Regions from separate parts of the Bicyclus anynana genome. Here region 1 is linked to region 2. A link is a contact called in public Hi-C data. All regions are on one chromosome and are shown on one strand. Each heading gives the region's core, a stretch centred on a gene start, on an enhancer-like site or on the middle of the called end of the contact. The rest is flanking DNA. Distances are from core to core; before and after follow the strand shown. Region 1 holds the start of LOC112051037 (zinc finger protein 567). Region 2 has its middle 52 kb from the start of LOC112051359.

Region 1 (3,982 bases), core at 436-2,935, 480 kb before region 2:
AATTATGATAATGAAACGTACAAAAACAAGAGTGGAACCACCACAACGCAGGCATTTAATATATCTAACCGGTACTTGTTATTGATTTTAAGAAAGGATCCCCACGAACTTTCGAAAGAATAGAGAGAATTATGCAACAGTGCGATGGAAAAAATGAAATTTACGACTCTCAAACAATAGAAGTAATGCATCACTCGTCATAAAGGGCAGATTACGCACGTCTCGGGCGACAGATTTACGAGTAGTTGCATAATAGTCGCCGGCTGGAACAACCGCGCAGGCCTTAGGCCGTGCGAAATATGAATGACAATTAAACGTATTTATGTATGAATAACATAATTCTTGACGCTGAGAATCCTATTTACATTATAAATGTGGAAGTTTGTATGTTTTCTACTCAACAAGGTGGAATATGAGTAACAGTTAAACAAATCGTGCTGAAATTTTGTTAATAATATTGTAAATGTTTGTTACCTACTCAGTCAGGCTGAAAAGATTGGTATAAACTTAGAAAAATTTTTATGTTTGTTTTGATTAACACTAAATTAAAATACCTATAAAATAATTTTATAATATTTTTTACTACTTTTACTGTTAGTTCTCAATCTCAGATTTAAGTCAAAATTTTAGTTTTCAGTACAAACAAAAAAGTGAGATCTTGAAGCTATAAAAGAAGGTTGATTGGAACGACTTGAACTTTCATCCCTCTATATCCTTACATTAGTTTTCAAAATATTTTTTTTAAAGTAAACGTATATTGAGAATTTAATATTAGGTACAGTATATTGTAATGTCATGCCTCAGTTACAACAAAATATTGTTACATACTCGTAGTACTTACCTACTTAAGTATACCAATCAAATAATCGCCCACTCCTATCCGATAAAATAATTTATAGATCACTAAAATTCATAAATAATTGACAGAAGTAGGCGTTACTTTATGGAATTTCAAGCCATCGCAACAAGAAATACTAATATCAATACTTTACTAGCACTTACTAAAAAGGAGAACAAATAGTAAAAGTAAACATCATACTTATTTATTTTTACCATTTTGTTATTGTGGAAATGTACAGGCAAATTGTATTTATCTATAAGTTTAATAATATACCAGAAAACAATATTTGATTAGCCAAAAAATAGTATATCATTTAATAAAAGCCAAAAATTAAATAAATTAAATAAATAATTCAAAGAGCTTATAAGTTACTACTATACTCCGCCCCTTTAATAACAATGCCATCTATGAACCGCCACGTGAAAACTCAACGTCAACGCTCACTGCAAACTTTTTGAGGTTATCTCGTAATATTTACTATAATTTATCGAAACAATGGCTATGAAACGGATTCTAATAATTAAATAACAATTCTAATTATTCGTTATCAATTATTATCATTTCAACATACTATAACATTGGAAGCAAAACATATAGGTACAGACTAGCAATTTACGAAACATTTTACACGAAAATGTCGCCATTTGGAGCATTGAAGCTTCACAAGTTACTAAAGTAAAACTTCAAATCAATTGATGACTTACCAGGGTTTGAATGATGTAAAGTTGTGGTAAAACACAGAATATTATTATTAAAGAATGTTACAACACATTGTGACTCAGTTCACCTTGCGTCCGCGAGACAGACTGCGTACCGACGCCGGCCGATGTTGCCCGACGCGCGACTCTTGGCCCGCCCCCTCTTGACATACATTGACAGCAAACGCGTGGAATGCGTCCGATGTTTTGAACGTGCGGCGCGAAAACGCGAACATCGCACTCTATGCGAAACAATAATTTCGAACGCGATGGAACTTTGTTTTTTAGCTTGCACTTTTTTAATTTGATCTGCCGAAACACAGGCAAAGATCGTTGACTGTACAGTTATACCTATATTATTTTTAGTTGTGCTCTAAAATGTTACATTTATATATTAGATATATAAAATAAAGAATTATGGTTATTAACAATATGAATTGTTTAAATGAATGTGAAGTTTGTGGACGGGTTAGATTCTAAAATGACTACCAATGTTGAACACTGCATAAAATAAGGGTTTTTATGGTGGCTTGATGTCAGTGTTGTGGTATATGTATCGAGGGGTAAATAAATGAATGGGAACAAAAAGGCAGATGACAAGTCCGTGTAACCGGTCGGCGGGAGAGATTTAAATCGTCGAGCAGGTAAGTCGGACAATGGCCATCGGACCACGATTCGCTTAATTAAACATGACAAATAAAAAACCCATAAGCAGACCATCGGATATTCAAGATCAGTCCGCATTATTTTGCATGTATGAGAGCATGGCTACCAGATAAAGCTTCAGACGTACCGATGGACTCATTTATATTACTGCTGAAAAGAAGAAGTTTCTTTCATTTATTTATTTACATATACAATATGTTTAACATTGGTCATAACAACAACTGTAAGAGTGGTTATTAAAGCATGTTTCACATATTATCTTGATAAAATCATCTTAGTTTCTCCTGCCTGCCCTGAGAATGCATATACCTACTAAAAGGGCCACCTCTAGAGTAGATCGTCCTACGTGCGTAACTGTATAATTATTATAATAATTATTATTCTAGATATTAAATATACATAATTAGGTATTATGTACTTAGGTATACCTAAGTAAATAAATATAAGTAATTAGGTAATTTTATTTATCTAAAACATGAAAAAGGTAACTGTGCCTATTATATTACTGTATTACTAATTTATATAATATTATTCTTTAGTTCTACATATAAATATCATTAAGTACCTAATAAGATTATTATCTTTACTAAGTACTTACGGTAATTTATTACCAAGTACTACCTACTTGCATTTTATTGACTTTTCACAGAAAGAATATTAAAGTTATTTTTTTTAACTTTAGTAGGTACTTTAAAACTGTAGAACGAATACCTACTCAGGCACTTTGCTGCATGTAGTGTATTTTATTACAAAAAGTATTTTTTTTTAATTATAGTATTAAATTACACATTAAGTTTAAATAAAAGAATAAAATAAATGTCTGAAACTTTAGCTTGTTGGTTATTTGCATGATGTGACAGGAGATGGCGCCACCTGTCATTTCTGTACGCAAATTAATGTAAACGAAATAGTTTCGTATATTAAAAATTAGCAGAATAGAATTAGGGAACAAAAGTTACTTGATAAAAAAAATATTTAAAATTACGTTTCTCATTTCTACTTTTTATAAGTGATTTTTAGTAATTCTGTTTTTATAAGTGTGCTCAGTGCTCGTAGCATTATTACTTTAAATAGGCTACATTGACTTTTACCGTAGAATCTAAATAAATAAAAAATAGTTATAAAAAGTAGACTAACATTAGACACAATTTTTGTAAAAAAATCGCCTAAAAATTGGGAAACGACTCTTCTCTAATATTCTGGCACCCCTATCGTTTCTAGCAAATTGTTAACATTTTTATCCACCTACCCAGAACCTATTTTTATTTGTAAATGAATGCTAACGACAGTAAAACTGATGTCCAGTATTAATAATAAATTAAATTTATTTAAATTATAATAAACTATTAACCATGTAAGATGGAATAAGTAAATTATAAAGCAACAACTTATCCGTTAAGACTAAACAGGTGTAGCGGTGTCCAGGAAACCATTTATATTTGCGTACATATATGGGAAACTTAGAAAAATGAATAAAAACATCGTGATGTTGTACCTATTTCAGTTGTGTAATAAATTATCATAATTATTACAGTAAATAACGTAAAGAACTTTGTTCGCGAATTATGTTTTTTTGATGTAAAGATAGATGGCGTTGGTAGTTCTAAAATGTCTGATACTTTACACTAAATGGTTATTTTGGATATAGATAAACGGCGAAACTCATGGTTTTTATTTTGTATTTAATAGTTATGCATTAATAAGAAATGTGATAAAAGATCATAATAATTTATGATGAGAATGATTCCTGGAGAATAAAAATCTACAAAAGAGGCTT
Region 2 (4,259 bases), core at 1,562-4,061:
ATGCAAACTAATATGTTTTAGAATAATCGTAATTAATTCATTCTAAATAGCTTGATTATATTTCGTGAAAATTCGCAGATTTTTTTTTTTTAAATTCTACCGAAAAGTCTAGGACTTATAAAATATACCTATAAAATATGTTACTCGTTATGGAATATTCCTCGTTATTTAATAAAAACCTACTATATAATTTTCATCCTGACAGGACGAAAATCTTATCTTTGTTTTCAGAGACATGGCACAGGTAGTGCCATCTAGCGATGCTTTCACAAAGCATTCAAATACAATGCGCCTACGAAGTTTTAGCTTGATGACGATTCATGATTTATTTTTAAGCAAATGCAAATTACCTTTTTAATTTTATCGAATTAATCGAAAATAATAATTATAATAATAATAATAATAATGGGGCCTTTTTCTAGGTTGTGCCATATGTTACAGGGCATTCTTTAGTGCTCCACTGTTTGAGTGGACAGTTAAGCCATAATATGTTATAATTTAGATTTTATGTGATATGTGGCATTACTTAAAAATAAAGATCTTTTCTTTCTTTCTTTCTTTCTAATTATGTGAATTATAATCAAACCCGATTTTTAGGTAGTGAAGTTTATCGTGTTGAATTAATATTAGTATCTCAATGAATGAAAAGTTTGTAGGTACAATATTATGTAATATAATGTACCTAATATACGAGGTATTTTCCAAAAAATGTTTAAAATTTTCATGAGATAAGTTGATATTTCCAGTTTATGATTTTAATTTAATGAGACGTAATAGCCCTATGGATCCTCTGCCTTCGATTTGTGGAGCGTGGGTTCGAATCCGGTCCGGGGCATGCACCTCCAACTTTTCTGTTAGGTATGTGAATTTTAAGAAATTAAATATCACGTGTCTCAAGCGGTGAAGGAAAACATCGTATGGAAACCTGCATGCCATGCATGGCCCACCGTGGTGGACTAAGGCCTGACCAAAGGCAGTACTTCTCCAGATTTTTCACAAATTTTACTCATAAATAATTATTAAAAAGCTGGTTCATCATCATCATATCAGCCGATAGACGTCCACTGCAGGACATAGGCCTTTTGTAGGGACTTCCAAACATCACGATACTGAGCCGCCTGCATCCAGCGAATCCCTGCGACTCGCGACCTGCGACTCAAAAAGCTGGTTATTTCTATAATATTATCTCAACCATCCATAGTTCATAAGTTAAAACACTACCAGCACAAGTTTCTGGACAAGTCTTTTTGTAAAAAGCTCTTATTATTAACAACCTATATTCGACTATGTTCACTGTTGAGCACGTATCTACTCTCAGAGGATGAGAGGGCTACCGGCTAAGCTAATTTCTAGTCCACCATGCTGGCCCAATGCGGATCGGCAGACTTCACACACGTAGAGAATTGAGAAAATACTCAGGTGCTTACCTGTTGTAGATGTTTTCTCACGTTTTTCCTACACCGTTGGAGACACGTGATGTTTAATTTCTTAAATGGCACATCATCATTATCAACCCATATTCGGCTCACTGCTTAGCTCGAGTCTCCTCTCAGAAAGAGAGGGGTTAGGCCAACAGTCCACCATGCTGGCCCAATGCGGATTGGCAGACTTCACACACGCAAAGAATTAAGAAAATTCTCTAGTATGCAAATTTTTTCACGATGTTTTCCTTCACCGTATGAGACACGTGAGATTTAATTTCTTAAAATTCACACAACTGAAACGTTGGAGGTGCATGCCTCGGACCGGAGTCGAAACAACACCCTCCGGAATCGGAGGCAGAGTTCATATCCACTGGGCTATCACGGCTCTAAAAAAAAGCACATATCTAAATAAAAAGATTCGAACCTACGTACCTACGCCCTCCGAATCAAAGGCAGAATCATACCCACTGGGCCAGCACGGCTTTCACGACATAAAAACTCTACTATTACTAAAAGTCTCCATATCCCTAGTATGTAACTAAAAATTTGTAACTACCCACATTTCTTGCAAATAAATAATTTTTATTCTCGGCGTCGTCAGGTAGTGTCGCGTCAGCTTGTCTGACATACGTTGGGACGGCTGCTCGGCTCGGGTGTGACGGCGTTCCGTACTAATCCATTTCCGATCATCCTGTATATACGTGTAAGTACATACCTCTTTATATTTGTTATTTTGGGGGTGGTTTTGTGGATTACATTGTAACGTTGACACGTAAAGAGAACTCTATGGACATATTTTTTTATCCAGCATGATTTTTTTGGCACTATAATGGATTCCATAATTGTTTTTTTTTTAAATTAACGTCCCCCAGCTCCTTAGCAGAATAAAATAATTATTAAAATCATCTTATTTACGATAATTTTTATTTACCTACTTATCATACCACCACCTTTTACATTAAGATCGATTTTATCGTAAATACATAATATGTCGTAATAAACGTCCCTTAGCACATTTTGTATGTTTCCGAGATTGACTGAGGAAGTTCTTTATAAAAAGTACACCTAAAACTACAATCGTTATGTATACTTTATAAAAATAATTATATTGAAAACCCCTGAAACCTAAGTAATAATAAATGATGGATATTTCCAACATGTCCACAATCGACATATAGGAAACTGTCTGTAGAAATAACTAAATCCAATCAGATTTCTCCACCAGGGAATCGTGAGGTGGAAATCCAGCCAGAATCTATCACTGTCCGTATCGCTTACCGCAAGCCTGCATAAGTCCCACAAGTATAACACAATTTTGACATACCATTGATCTATCCAAACGGGGATCATCTCAACACCTAGCTCCTGTCTCCCAAGGGATGTCAACCCGGACTAAACCACTCCTGCACTATACGATAACCAACTGCGTTTTATCTATTCAACATACATCGCCGCTCTTATTCGCTTCTACAAAAACGATCGCACTATCTCACTAGCAATGTACACGAAACAATTTCTTATAACCACAACTTAATATAAGGGAGCGTTCTTTTTATTTGCAAAACAAAAAGGCTTATATCACAACTCAATGGCATTCAAAATGCAACGTTAGATACATTAATAGTAAGAATGCTTTTCGTATGTAGACATTTTGTGTTTATAGTTCTTCAGTGGCTAGGACACAGAGTAGATAGTTTGAAAGACAGGTTCTATCAAGCAGTGACAACTACATATTGTGTATTTTATTCGGTAGGTGTAACCTCTGCTTTGAATATGTAGGTGCTCTATGAAATTGGCTTGTACCGTTTGATGTGGTGCAAAATATAATACCTTATTACATAAGAACTAAGAGTTAGTTTGGATTGGCAGATGGACTGTTTTATAAGATATCGCATGTTTTGGAAACGTGTCAAACATTAAACGTTCAAATGTGTTGATAGAGTGATTCGACTTCCAATAGAAAGTCGGAACAAGATATATTCGTGTTAAATTGATTCCAACTGTCTAGATTTCCTGAGAGAATTATTAATATGCAAATAAAGCAACTCTGAGTTAAGAGTATTATCAGTAGAAAGTAGTGTATCTGCGTGATTGAATCATAGAAGATGAGATCCGCAGAAGAACCAGTCACCCGCAATGCTAAAGTGACAATAGGCAAGGCCGAAAATCCGATAGGCATATGGATCTCAACGTGCTGGAGTAACGACCCTGCATCGGAAAGCATAGTGTTGGTTGAGCCCCCTTAGGTGAACCTACTGGGGTCTCAACATGCTGGAGTGGCGACCCCACATCGGAAAGCGCAGTGTTGGTCGAGCCCCCAGTAGGTGAACCTACAACAATAAGCGGGTTACAAGAAGCCGGTGAATGCAAGGGGTCTACGTCCAGCAGTGGACGTCCAACGGATTACTCAGACTAACTTACGACAAAAAAATAAATAAATAAAGACCTGTCTCGCTAGACGTTACTTTTCTATCAAAGTATATTATGATCAACGATGTAATGCGATTTTAAAAACTGTCTCTATAGAATCGATAATACATAGTTGTAATCGTATTCTCCGATTAAAGAGCACCGAAAAAATTTTTTTTTTTGTGTAGTTGAGTGGTGTATATACAAAATCTAAACTCGTTTTCCTCAGATAATGACAGACAATTTTGTTCATGATTTTGGGTGCGATACTAGTCCTCATGTAATTAGTCTGAGGCTGATAAAGATAGTGATGATCTAATTTTCTAAATTTTAAAATATATTTATAGCTTTAAAAAAATTATAATAAGTAAATGATGAATTTAAATTAAAGAGACAATCAACGATCAATGAAGCCTTGATTTATAG

What was found. A called contact is a pair of places that touch in the nucleus more often than the background predicts.
Region 1: a Hi-C map of whole larva shows a contact between it and region 2, with 4 times the contacts expected there. The contact joins the promoter of LOC112051037 here to the enhancer-like site in region 2. A contact is called at or near these places in 2 of 2 Hi-C or Micro-C datasets (whole body and whole larva).

What each region holds. Positions count from the first base shown.
Region 1 is chr5:18,511,111-18,515,092 of ilBicAnyn1.1, reverse strand. It overlaps LOC112051037 (zinc finger protein 567), which reads right to left and starts at 1,685. Exons shown (of 7, transcript XM_024089504.2): 1 at 1,546-1,685. It overlaps LOC112051061 (protein tiptop-like), which reads left to right and starts at 2,067. Exons shown (of 5, transcript XM_024089536.2): 1 at 2,067-2,183.
Region 2 is chr5:18,028,358-18,032,616 of ilBicAnyn1.1, reverse strand. No RefSeq gene overlaps it. Among protein-coding and RNA genes, the nearest start is that of LOC112051359, 52 kb to the right of the region's middle. Within about 2 kb of position 2,811, at least 8 of the 8 cell types and tissues checked have open chromatin away from gene starts, as enhancers often do.